Linked DNA regions of Sus scrofa: region 2 is linked to region 1. The links are chromatin contacts, called in public HiChIP or PLAC-seq maps. All regions are on one chromosome and are shown on one strand. Each heading gives the region's core, a stretch centred on a gene start, on an enhancer-like site or on the middle of the called end of the contact. The rest is flanking DNA. Distances are from core to core; before and after follow the strand shown.

Region 1 (5,392 bases), core at 1,828-4,327:
AAAAGACCACTATAGACGTGTGGGGAATGGATTACAGGGGAGGAATGAAGAGGATGGAGAAGTAGGGAGCTCGGAGAGGTAGACCAGGGCCGAGGTAACCTGGGGAGACTGATAGGTATGTGGTGACCACAGGCCAGAGAAGATAGAGGCTTGGCTAGAGGAGGTGGTGAGTTTGGAGAACTGGTGGATTCACACGAGATTTAGAAGCTGGGGTAATTAAGATATGGTGAGTCATTTGACTTATAAGGGAGCGGGGGAGCCAAGATGACGTCCAGGCATTTTGAGTTAGACCACTGAGTGACATCATTTCTTGTATTGCCATTAAAATCTTAAAAATGGGAGTACCATTGTGGCGCAGTGGAAACAAATCCGACTAGTATCCAAGAGGATGAGGGTTTGATCCCTGACCTTGCTCAGTGGGTTGGGAAACTGAAATCTGGAGTTTCCATGAGCTGTGGTGTTGGTTGCAGAGGCAGTTCAGATCCCACCTTGCTTTGGCTGTGGCATAGGTCAGCAGCTGCAGCTCCAGTTCGACCCCTAGCCTGGGAATTTCCATATGCCAAGGGTGTGGCCCTAAAATGCAAAACAAAACAAAAAACCAAAAAAAACCAAAAATAGACCATAGTTCTAAAATACCCAAGTATTTTTTTTTTTAGCATTCTTTGATGATTTCTTAAGACATCATAAATATCCTCTAGTGCAAAGAGGGCTGAAATGGTTAATACCTACTTCAGCTGAAGTGCTTTCATTTGTTTGAAGATAAGCCCTAAACTGATGAGTAAGTTAAGCTGTCAAATAAGATGAAAAAGGCATTTTCTGGAGCCATGGTGTTTTGAGTTTCTACAAGAAGTATGACTAGAACCAAAAGATGAACTTGTGATTAAACTAAGGACATTTCAATTTTTTGATCCAATGAACTTCTGTGTTGATATCAGTACTTACCTCAGAAAAGCTAACAGTCTCTTGCCACTAACAAATAGGTCTCCAGTTTGGTGACAACAAATGTAATTGATCAGGAAGCCTAAGACACTGGGGCTGCTGAACTCCCTTGGTTTAACTCAGTAGTATGCATTGGGGTCCTACTTTGTGAAGGACCAAGTGCCAGATACAGCTTCCAGGACCTCCTTATTTAAAGGCTTATCTTCTCTCTTACCCATTGTTTTAAGACTGGACTTAGCTCTCTGCATGGATCTTGTTGGCAGTTTCCATTGTGTCCTGTCTAGAGAGAAGCTGTTTTTCTCTTCATTCCAGGTTGTGGGGCAGGCTGGGTAATGATGTCGGGTCTATTGAGAGCACCAGATAACCTGGGAAAAGGGCTTGGGGCTTCTCTTTGTGGTGGGGAAGAGAAGAGGAATGGGTGTTAAGGAGAGATGTGGGCCTCTGAATCACAAGGAGATTCAGTACTGAGTGCCTTCTAGGCACCACATTCTCATTTAGCCCTTGGTTAATAAGAACAAGTGTATAAAGGGGATGGTACTGTTTAACTGCATTTTACAGCTAAGAATGCTGGCTAGTGACTTATCCAAGGCCATAGAGTCTGTGGTGGATCTGGGATACAAATCTTTTCTCTAGGTCTTCAAAGGCTTTCCTGCCACAGTGCACAGCACCCAGGAGAATTTCAGGTCTGGAGTGGAACACACTGGGCTCTCCACTCCCATATTTTCACAAGATGAAATCTGTGTAGAATGTATAAAGAATAAAGTATTAGGGAGTTCCTGTTGTGGCTCAGTGGTTAACGAATCCGACTAGGAACCATGAGGTTGCGGGTTCAATCCCTGGCCTCGGTCAGTGGGTTAAGGATCCTGCATTGCTGTGAGCTGTGGTGTAGTTCGCAGACGCGGCTTGGATTTGGTGGTGTTGTGGCTGTGGTGTAGGCTGGTGGCTGCAGCTCCAATTATACCCCTAGCCTGGGAACCTCCATATGCCTCGGGTGTGGCCCTGAAAAGACAAAAAAAAAAAAAAAAAAAAAAAAAAAAAAGGAATAAATTATTAAAGGGAAAAGAGGTCATGGACAGGCAATTTTTAGCCTGAGAGGTGAGTATGTGGAGTATGGGACTACCATTTTTTTTTTGTCTTGATGAGGAGCCTCTAAGGTTATTTTAAAACTGGTCTTACTGAGTTCTTGCCCATACTACAAAGACCTATTTCCTCCACTACACATCAATATGAATGGCTCATCCAGTTGTGTCTCAAATAATGACTGTGAGGATAGAAACAAAACCCTTTGAAAACTCTGACACTTAACAGACTTGTAAGGCAGCAGACATCTTTCCAAGGTTATCAGGGAAGTGTGAGGTAGCTGATTAAAATCAATTCTTGATTACTCGCGATGCCAGAAATGTAGCAACAGTATTTGGAAACTGGACTTCATATATACAATCTAAAACCGCTTTTTAACCAGCAATTTTAACCTTTCTGAGATTTGGTTCTTTCTAGAGACTGGGGGAAAAAAAAAAAAAAAAAAAAAGGAGATGTGTAAAAATGCCAGTAAGACTTATTAAATTTCTTTTCCTTTGAGTCCTGTCCAAACATAGGCGGAATTAGGACAGAACAAAAAGATCAAGAAAAAAAAAGCCAGAAAGAGACGCACGCACAAGGACTGTGCCAGTTAATACTGAGGTAAGGAAATGAGTTTTGGGGGAAAGACTTCAGATATCCCTGGGGATCGCTCTGGTTCAGGGCATTCCCTTTGGCAATATTCCAGAATCTGAGTCCCCAGGGTTCCACACAGTATAAAGTGAAAGACGCGCGTGGCCAGGCGCGCGCGTACGCGTGTACACTCACGTGTACACACACACACACACGCACACGCGCGCGCGCACTCTACACATACACACAGCCTGTTTCCTCCGCTCCCCCTCCACCCCCGCCCCCCCCGGGGGGGGCGGGTCTCTTTCTCTTTAAAGAGCAGACGGTCTCCGAGCAAACCCAGGCTCTCTAAGGCCCCGGGGGCCCGGGACCCGAGCTGCTCGCAGCCAATGGGTGCGGTGGAGCGGCTCGAGCGCGGCTGACGCTACACCAATGGGCGCTCGCGGGGGGCGGGGGAAGCGGCGGAGACACTATTGTTGATGAGGAGGAGCAGCGGCGGTGGCGGCTGCACCATCTCTTTGCTGCTGGCCGTGGCCTGGGCACCTCCCGCACCCCGGATTCCGGTTTCGTCACCCCATCGCGGGGGCCTTCCCTCCGGCTTCGAGAATCCTTCCCCCGCAACCCAACAACAACAAAACCCCACGTCTCGCCCAGTCACCGGGGAGGGGGGGGACTATGTCCCAGCGGGTGAGGCGCAATGGGTCCCCCACGCCGGCCGGCTCCCTTGGGGGCGGTGCGGTCACCACGGCCGGGGGATCTGGGAGCCGCCTGCAGCCCATGAGGGCGACGGTTCCGTTCCAGCTGAAGCAGCAGCAGCAGCAACATGGCAGCCCCACGAGGAGCAACGGCGGCGGCGGCGGCGGCAACAACAACGGCGGCTGCTGTGGTGGCGCCTCAGGCCCCTCGGGCGGCGGCGGCAGCTCCGGCGGCGGGGCCCCGCGCACCGCCTCGCGCAGCACAAGCCCCACGCGGGGCGGTGGGAGTGCGGCCGCGCGCACCAGCCCCACGGTGGCCACGCAGACGGGCGCGTCCGCGACGTCCACGAGAGGCACCAGCCCCACGCGCGGCGCCGCGCCCGGGGCTCGCGGGAGCCCCCCACGACCGCAGCCCCCGCCGCCGCTGCTGGGCACCGTGTCGTCTCCTTGCTCGTCGCCCACCCACCTGTGGACAGGCGAGGTGAGCGCGGCCCCACCCCCAGCCCGCGTTCGGCACCGGAGGAGGTCCCCGGAGCAGAGCCGAAGCTCCCCGGAGAGGAGGAGCCCTAGCGCCCCGGTTTGCAAAGCAGGTACGTGCTGGGGGCCGCGCGGCGAGGGGAAGGGGTCCCGGGCTCCCGCTGCTACCGCGCGGGGACTGCAGCGTTGCCGCGGAGCTGGGGTGGTAGGGGGCGGGGCCGGGGGCGGGGCCCGGGCGGTGCAGCCGCGTCTTCCCGGGCCTTCCCGGCGCCCCCAGCAGCTCCCCTCCCGCCTCTTTGGTCTCTGCGTCGGCCCCGCGTTGGTGTCCGTCAGTGGAGGTGCATTCGCTAACCTTGTGCTTGGGCTGATGCGTTAATGATAAACCTCGGGGTTCTGGTCGCGCGCTGGTTACTTCTTACCCTCCCTGGGGGATGAGGCTCGGAATGGTTTGTCACTTTAGTGACATGGCTAATGTTAGTATAGCACATCTCTGTGGTTGAGTATTTCCGTTTGACAAAACAGTTTGAGATTTGGGGGCCTTGAATGCTTTAGTATAGCAGGTTTGGTTGGGTCTCTGAAGAGGGAGCGGGTTGTTTCCTAAGACTTGTTAAATGGGTAGCAAAAAGTGAAAAATAAGTAAGATTCTTTTGGAAGGTTTTTGGGCTTTGAGGGTCTGAGTGTTTTCTGATATACTGATTTTGTGGTTAAGATGTAAAACCGTTAAAAAAAAAGATCCAAGGTTTGTCTCCTTGTTACTATTTTAGCGATCAGAAATTTGTTTTTCTTTAGATCTGGGAGCTTTTTTGGGGAAGGTTCTGAATGGAGCCGTTGGGTTCCACAGGAGTCAGTCATAAAGAGTAACTCAAAAGAGAAATTCACATTGTAGAAGTGAAAAGAGATAAAAATTATCATCTGATTGCCTTCCTGTTGGAATCTAGTGGAAAGAGAAATGGGTGGTTTTTAGCTTATGTATTAATACTGCCAACATATGCCTTTGTTTTTCTCTGGGGAATTTCTGTTAGAATCTTTCAGGCTTAATGGCTGGATATTTCAGGAAGCTTAGTACAGTACTTCCTAACCAAATTAAACAGATGAAGTGGTTTCAAGAGGTCATTCAAAAATGCAAGGCATAGGATGTATCTTTTTTATTTATTTTATCAAAGATTTTAGACAATGGATACATTTTTGGGAGAGAATTGTCCTGAAGAATGATCACTAGTGTTTTCTGACTAGAAAAAGAGTACTGTTTTAAACCTTTTGGAAATGCAAAGTGCTTTTTAAAAACTTTGTTCAAAGAAGCCCCTCCCCCTCAAATAATAGCTCTTAGGGAACTCCTATTTATGTGGGTGATTTACCTACAAGATCTCATTTTAACTTTCCCAGTAGGTTTTAGAGAGGTTAAATAACAAGGGGTAGAGTGGATATTTAAACTCTGCTGAGTGGTCCTCCAAAAACATGTTTTTTACATTATATCAAGGAGATAGCTTCATGATAGCTTCATGATGTGTAAGACTAAACCTGGGAAATATATAACACACCAAAATTTATTTATTTGTTTATTTATTTGGGCTGCACCCACAGCATATGGAAGTTCTCAGGCCAGGGACTGAATCTGAGCTACAATTGTGACC
Region 2 (5,364 bases), core at 1,995-4,494, 330 kb after region 1:
CCACAGCACATGGAGCTTCCAAGGCTAGATGTCCAATCGGAGTTATAGCTGCTGGCCTATGCTACAGCCACACCAATGCCAGGTCCAAGCCAAGTCTATGTACTACACCAAAGCCCATGGCAATGCCTGGATCTTCAACCCACTGAGTGAGGCCAGGGATCGAACCTACAACCTCGTGGTTCCTAGTCAGAATTGTTTCCGCTATGCCATGACAGGAACTCCCTTTTTTTTTTTTTTTTCTTTTCTTTTTTTTTATGACTGCACTCAGAGCATATGGAAGTTTGCAAGCCAGAGACTGAATCTGAGCTGCAGCTGCAACCTATGCCACAACTGTGGCAATGCCTGATCCCCAACCAACTGTGCCAGGCCGGGGAGCAAACCTGCACCTCTGTAGTGACCTGAGCTAACACAGCTGGATTCTTAACCCACTGCACCACAGTGGGAACTCCTATAGAGCTGTTTTATTATGAATCCAACATGCTATAACTAAATTTGTAGTGGGAGGAAAACTGGAGGTGGAAATAGTACAGATACATAGTGAAATAGGTATTTTTTTTCATTATGCAGTATGCAGATGTTTATTGAGCTCCTACTGTGTATAAGACACTGTCCAAAAGACTTGAAAGCAAAGTCTCTGTTTTCATGGTGCTTAATTTTACTAGGGGGGAAACTCACACTAAACAAATAAATTATATGTCATCTGATAAATACTATGGTGAAAAATAGATTAAGGGAGAATAGGGGATGCTTTTTTCTTTTTTGTCTTTTTAGGGCCAGACCTGCAGCATATGGAAGTTCCCGGGCTAGGGACTGAATTGGCTGGCCTATGCCACAGCCACAGCAATGCAGTTCCGAGCAGCGTCTGCAACCTACACTGCAGCTCACAGCAATGCTGGATCCTTAACCCACTGAATGAGGCCAGGGATTGATCTCACTTCCTTATGGATACTAGTTGGGTTCCTCACCACTGAGCCACAATGGGAACTCCGGGGATGCTGTTTTCTAAAGAAGTGTCAGGGAATGCACGCAGATGTCTTAGTCTGTTTGGGCTGCTACAGAAAATACCAAAGACTGGGTAGTTTATAAACTGAAATTCCTTTTTCACAGTTCTGGAGGCTGGAAGTCCAAGATTAGGGTGCTAGCATGGTTGAGTGAATGCCCTCTTCCAGGTCCCAGATTTCTCCTTGTATCCTCACTTGGTGGAAAGGGTTAGGGAGCTAGTTAAACCTATTTAATAAAAGCACTAATCCCATTCGTAAGGGCTCCTCCCTCATGACTTAGGGCCTACTTCCTAATACTATTACCTTGGGGGGGTGGTATGTCAACATATGAATTTTGGGAAGACACAAACATTCAGAGTACATCAATGGACAAGTGATTCTTTTTTTTTTTTTTTTTTTTTGGCTGCCCTGTGGCATATGGAGTTCCGGGCCAGGGATCATATCCAAGCCAAAGTTTCCACCTACACCACAGTTGTGGCAACATGGGATCCTTTAACCCACTGTGCAGGGCTGGGGACTGAACTTCTGTCTTGATGCTGCAGAGACGCTGTGGATCTCATTGCACCATAGTGGGAACTCTGAACATGGTGATTCTTCAACAGAGACTTGAAGATTGTGTGTGGGCATCTGGGGAAACAATATTCTGGGTAAAGTCCCAGAGAGTGGAATGTGCTTTGTGAATTTGAGGAGCAGCATGGAAGCCATGTGTCTGGAGTGATATAAGGGAAGGCCAGAATAAAATAGTTGGAGATGTTAAAGAGGGAAGTGTGGGAGGAAAACATAAGTCCTTGTTGGCCCTTTTAAGTGGGATGGGAATCCACTGCAAAGTTTTGTGCAAAGGATGTAACATCTTATTTCTATGCTGAAAGGTCATTCTTGTTGCTATGTTGAGACTAATCCATGAGTGGGGTGAGTGTACAGGCAGAGGCAGAGAGACAAATGGGGAGGCTACTACAATAATCCATAAAAGATTTAGTAGTAACTCACATCCTGGTGGTAGTGGTGTAGAAAAATAGTTAGATGTGTTTTGAAGATACAGCTGAAAGGCTTAGTCTGAATGTGACATATATAAAAAAGACAGCGAGGATACTTGTTAGGTTCTAGGAGAATGAAGCAGCTAATTACTAAAACGGGGAATATGGCAACAAGGGTAATTTCTTCTCCTCCTGCCACTTCCAAAATTTTCACATGTCATTTCACAGGTCTGCTGGAGAACCAAGAGATTTTGAAAAGGCACAGTTTGCTAACAACTACCCCAAATTATTCAAAACTCTGCTACCTTAGGGAGCAATTGTAAAGGAATGAGTATGGCTGTTTTCCAACAAACTTTAAAAACAATGGAATTTGAATTTCATCTAATTTTCACATATCATGACATATTATTTTGATTTTTGTTAAGTTTTCAAGTAGGATGGTCTGCAAAACCTAAAATATTTTTTCTCTGTACACTTTGCCAGCTACTGATATTGATGGAAGGAAGATGGGACACTAGTGATGGTATACGGGATTTCATTATACTAGTTTACTTTTGTATACTGTTTGACATTTTTCACAATAAAAGTTTTTTAAAAATGTTTAGGTGTACTAATCTCATGCGTCTTTCCCCAACTCCTTAAGCACCTTTCCCCCTAAAGTGGTCTATAGCTAGTAAATGCAGTTGTTTTCCTTTCGTATCTTTTTTTTTTTTTTTTTTTTTTAAGAGCAAAGCCCTTTTAATTCTTTAGTAGTGATGAAACAAGCCCGTTGTGCTTGACACTCAGCGACAGCGGAAGTATGAGACACAAACACGATAAAGGATTTTGGGGTGCGTGTGGGAGCAATTGTCTGTTCTTACATTAGCGTACACTCTCAGGACCAATCCCCTTTTTACAAAAAGAAATCAAAATGAAATCCTCTTTAGTTATCACCGTAGGGTTCCCTGCCCTCCAATGATTCCCGGAAATGACGCCACGAGCCGAACGCTCTGTCTGCCCATCCCCGGCAGCAGCAACGGGTGGACGTAAGCACGTCGTCGGTCCTTAGTCTCGTTCAGCTCGGGGCCGACAGGAGCGCCCCACCGGGAACCGGCCGCCGGGTCTTCAGAAGCCGGGTCGACTGCGACTGCGCAGGTATGCTGGGGCGAGGCTTCAGGTCATCCCGCCCCTTCCCAGCCTTCGCAACCAATGAACAGCTAGTGCCCTGGGGCGGGTAAATCCTTAGAGGCCAGAATGATTAGCCGAGAGGAAAGCCCCTCCTCTGGCCCCCTCCCAGCCTCCCGCCCCGCCCCGTGCGGTCGCCGCCCCGCCTCCCTCTCCTGCCCGCCTGCTTAGCTGCGGGGTGACACGGGGCTTCGCTGGGGAAGGGGGGGGCAGGGAAGCAGATTAGACGGCCTGGCGGCGGCGGCAACACGACCCCCCAATGTGAGCGTGGTGAGGCGAGCGGGTCGTAGGGAAGAGGGGGCCGCGTGGCAGAAATGGGAGGGCCCAGGGTGTTTGGGGGTGAGGGCGCGGTAGAGAGGGGGGCGGCCGTGAGGGGGCGAGGTCGACCCGGATGCGGTCGAGAGGGCGTGGGTAGTGGGTCGCGGAACGCCAAGCTCGCGTTGCCCCTTTGCCAAAGCTTCTCTTGGCGGCTCGGCTCGCATTAAGTTTGCCTCCCTTTCTCGGTTGCCCGGGATGCGAGGAGGAAATTTAAAGGTCCCCAAAACACTCGGAGGTTTTCCCGAGGTGTTTTCCTTGCCGCGCCGGTGTTTTCCTTGTGCGCTCCTTAACTGGATGGAGAGGTAGCGAGGCCAGGTGGAAAGGTCGACTTTCACTCCCTGAGGATTGTTGCAACAAACAAACCAGAAATTCTTCCCCCTCCTCCCCACGCCCTGCCCTGCAACACAGCGACAAACATTCCCAAGAAGTTTTAAGAAGCAGCCTAGAGAATTCCAAGGGATTCTGTCTTTGAAATATGTCAGTATGTGTGCTTTTTCTTATGTTTATAGAAAATGTATGAGTGGGAACGGCGTTTTTGCTGCTTACTATCATTGGACACATTTTTTGTTATGAAAAATACTCATCTTTGAGTTCTGCCCAAGAGGATTCTGATTTTCTGTTGATGTGAAATATTGTATTAGCTGTGATGTTTTTCTGAAATACCAATTTCTGTGAAATCCGATCAGTTGTGAAAGCTTAGCCAGTTGTTTGTGGGCAGTGAAGAAAATAAATCTCTAGTTTTTATAAACCCATAATTGTTAATATGGCCTCTTGTTAAAGGGAATCTTGCATCTTTTTCTCTTTTACAGATTTATGTAATTGCCCAAAGACCACTGATGAATATATGTTGGAATAACTGCTGAAACTGAATCTTATTAACCAGAAAGCAGACCGTCCTTTGTTTCACTTCTTTTTGTTTTCCCTACTGCTTTGAGTTTTATTGTAACAGCTGAAAAACTTGGAAAATAAAATGAACATACTGTGGTCTTGAACACAATTTTTTTTTTTGAGGAAAAATTAAAGTGCCAGAGTGAAAGCCAGAATGGCATCCAGAGAGAGACTCTTCGAACTTTGGATGCTTTATTGTGCGAAGGTAACTACTTTTCTTTCTATTTCTAAGTTTTAAAATACTTTGTTATAAAAACTTTTGTAACTGCCATTATTAACATTTTATTTAATGGATAATATCATGTTTATTTATAGTAATGACCTCAAATGTAAAAACGCAGGATTTTCTGTTTTCTGCTTTTGCAAGTTCGAACACATACCCAATATTGGCATGTTATTAAAAAGTGTACGGTGTGCTTTTATTTATTTTTTGTCTTTTTTCAGGGCAGCACCCGTCACATATGCAAGTTCCCCAGTTAGGGGTCAAATCCGAGCTGCAGCTGCCTGCCTATACCACAGCCATAGCAACACCAGATCCGAGCTGTGTCTGTGACCTGCACCACAGCTCGTGGCAACCCCAGATCCTTAAGCCACTGAACAAGGCCAGGGATTGAATCCAAGTCCTCATGGATACTAGTCGGGTTCCTTGCAGCTAAGCCAAGATGGTAACTCCTAGGGTGTGGTTTTAACTTGATATTTTTCTTCAGTGATCCTAACATTATATAAGTAAAACTATGACCTTAAGATAAAAATATTTATATTTTTGTTTGGTTTTTTTCCCTCTCACAAGTGGAAGTACTGATAGAGATATTTTTATAAGACCATTAAACATTTTTCTCATAATTAATCTTTTTTAAGTTGTATAAAAAGGTTATTGTATAAAAGGGCTATAGACTTGAGGTGGTTACTGTAAGCTTGCCCTAATGCACCTTAGAAGCATTGTCTTACTTGATCCTCACAATCATCATGTGAAACGGGTATTGTAATTATCCTTTTTGACTGATGAGAAAAACTGATGC

What was found. HiChIP or PLAC-seq counts read pairs in DNA pulled down with a chosen protein or histone mark.
Region 2: a contact with region 1 is called in an H3K27ac HiChIP or PLAC-seq map of alveolar macrophages. The contact joins the promoter of NBEAL1 here to the promoter of FAM117B in region 1. A contact is called at or near these places in 1 of 47 Hi-C or Micro-C datasets (heart right ventricle) and 2 of 2 datasets of contacts at active chromatin or transcription factors (alveolar macrophages and skeletal muscle).

Annotation. Positions count from the first base shown.
Region 1 is chr15:106,180,140-106,185,531 of Sscrofa11.1, forward strand. FAM117B (protein FAM117B) reads left to right here and starts at 3,078. Exons shown (of 8, transcript XM_003133590.5): 1 at 3,078-3,874. The coding sequence starts at 3,265.
Region 2 is chr15:106,513,038-106,518,401 of Sscrofa11.1, forward strand. NBEAL1 (neurobeachin-like protein 1) reads left to right here and starts at 3,245. Exons shown (of 55, transcript XM_021075109.1): 1 at 3,245-3,400; 2 at 4,267-4,550. The coding sequence starts at 4,500.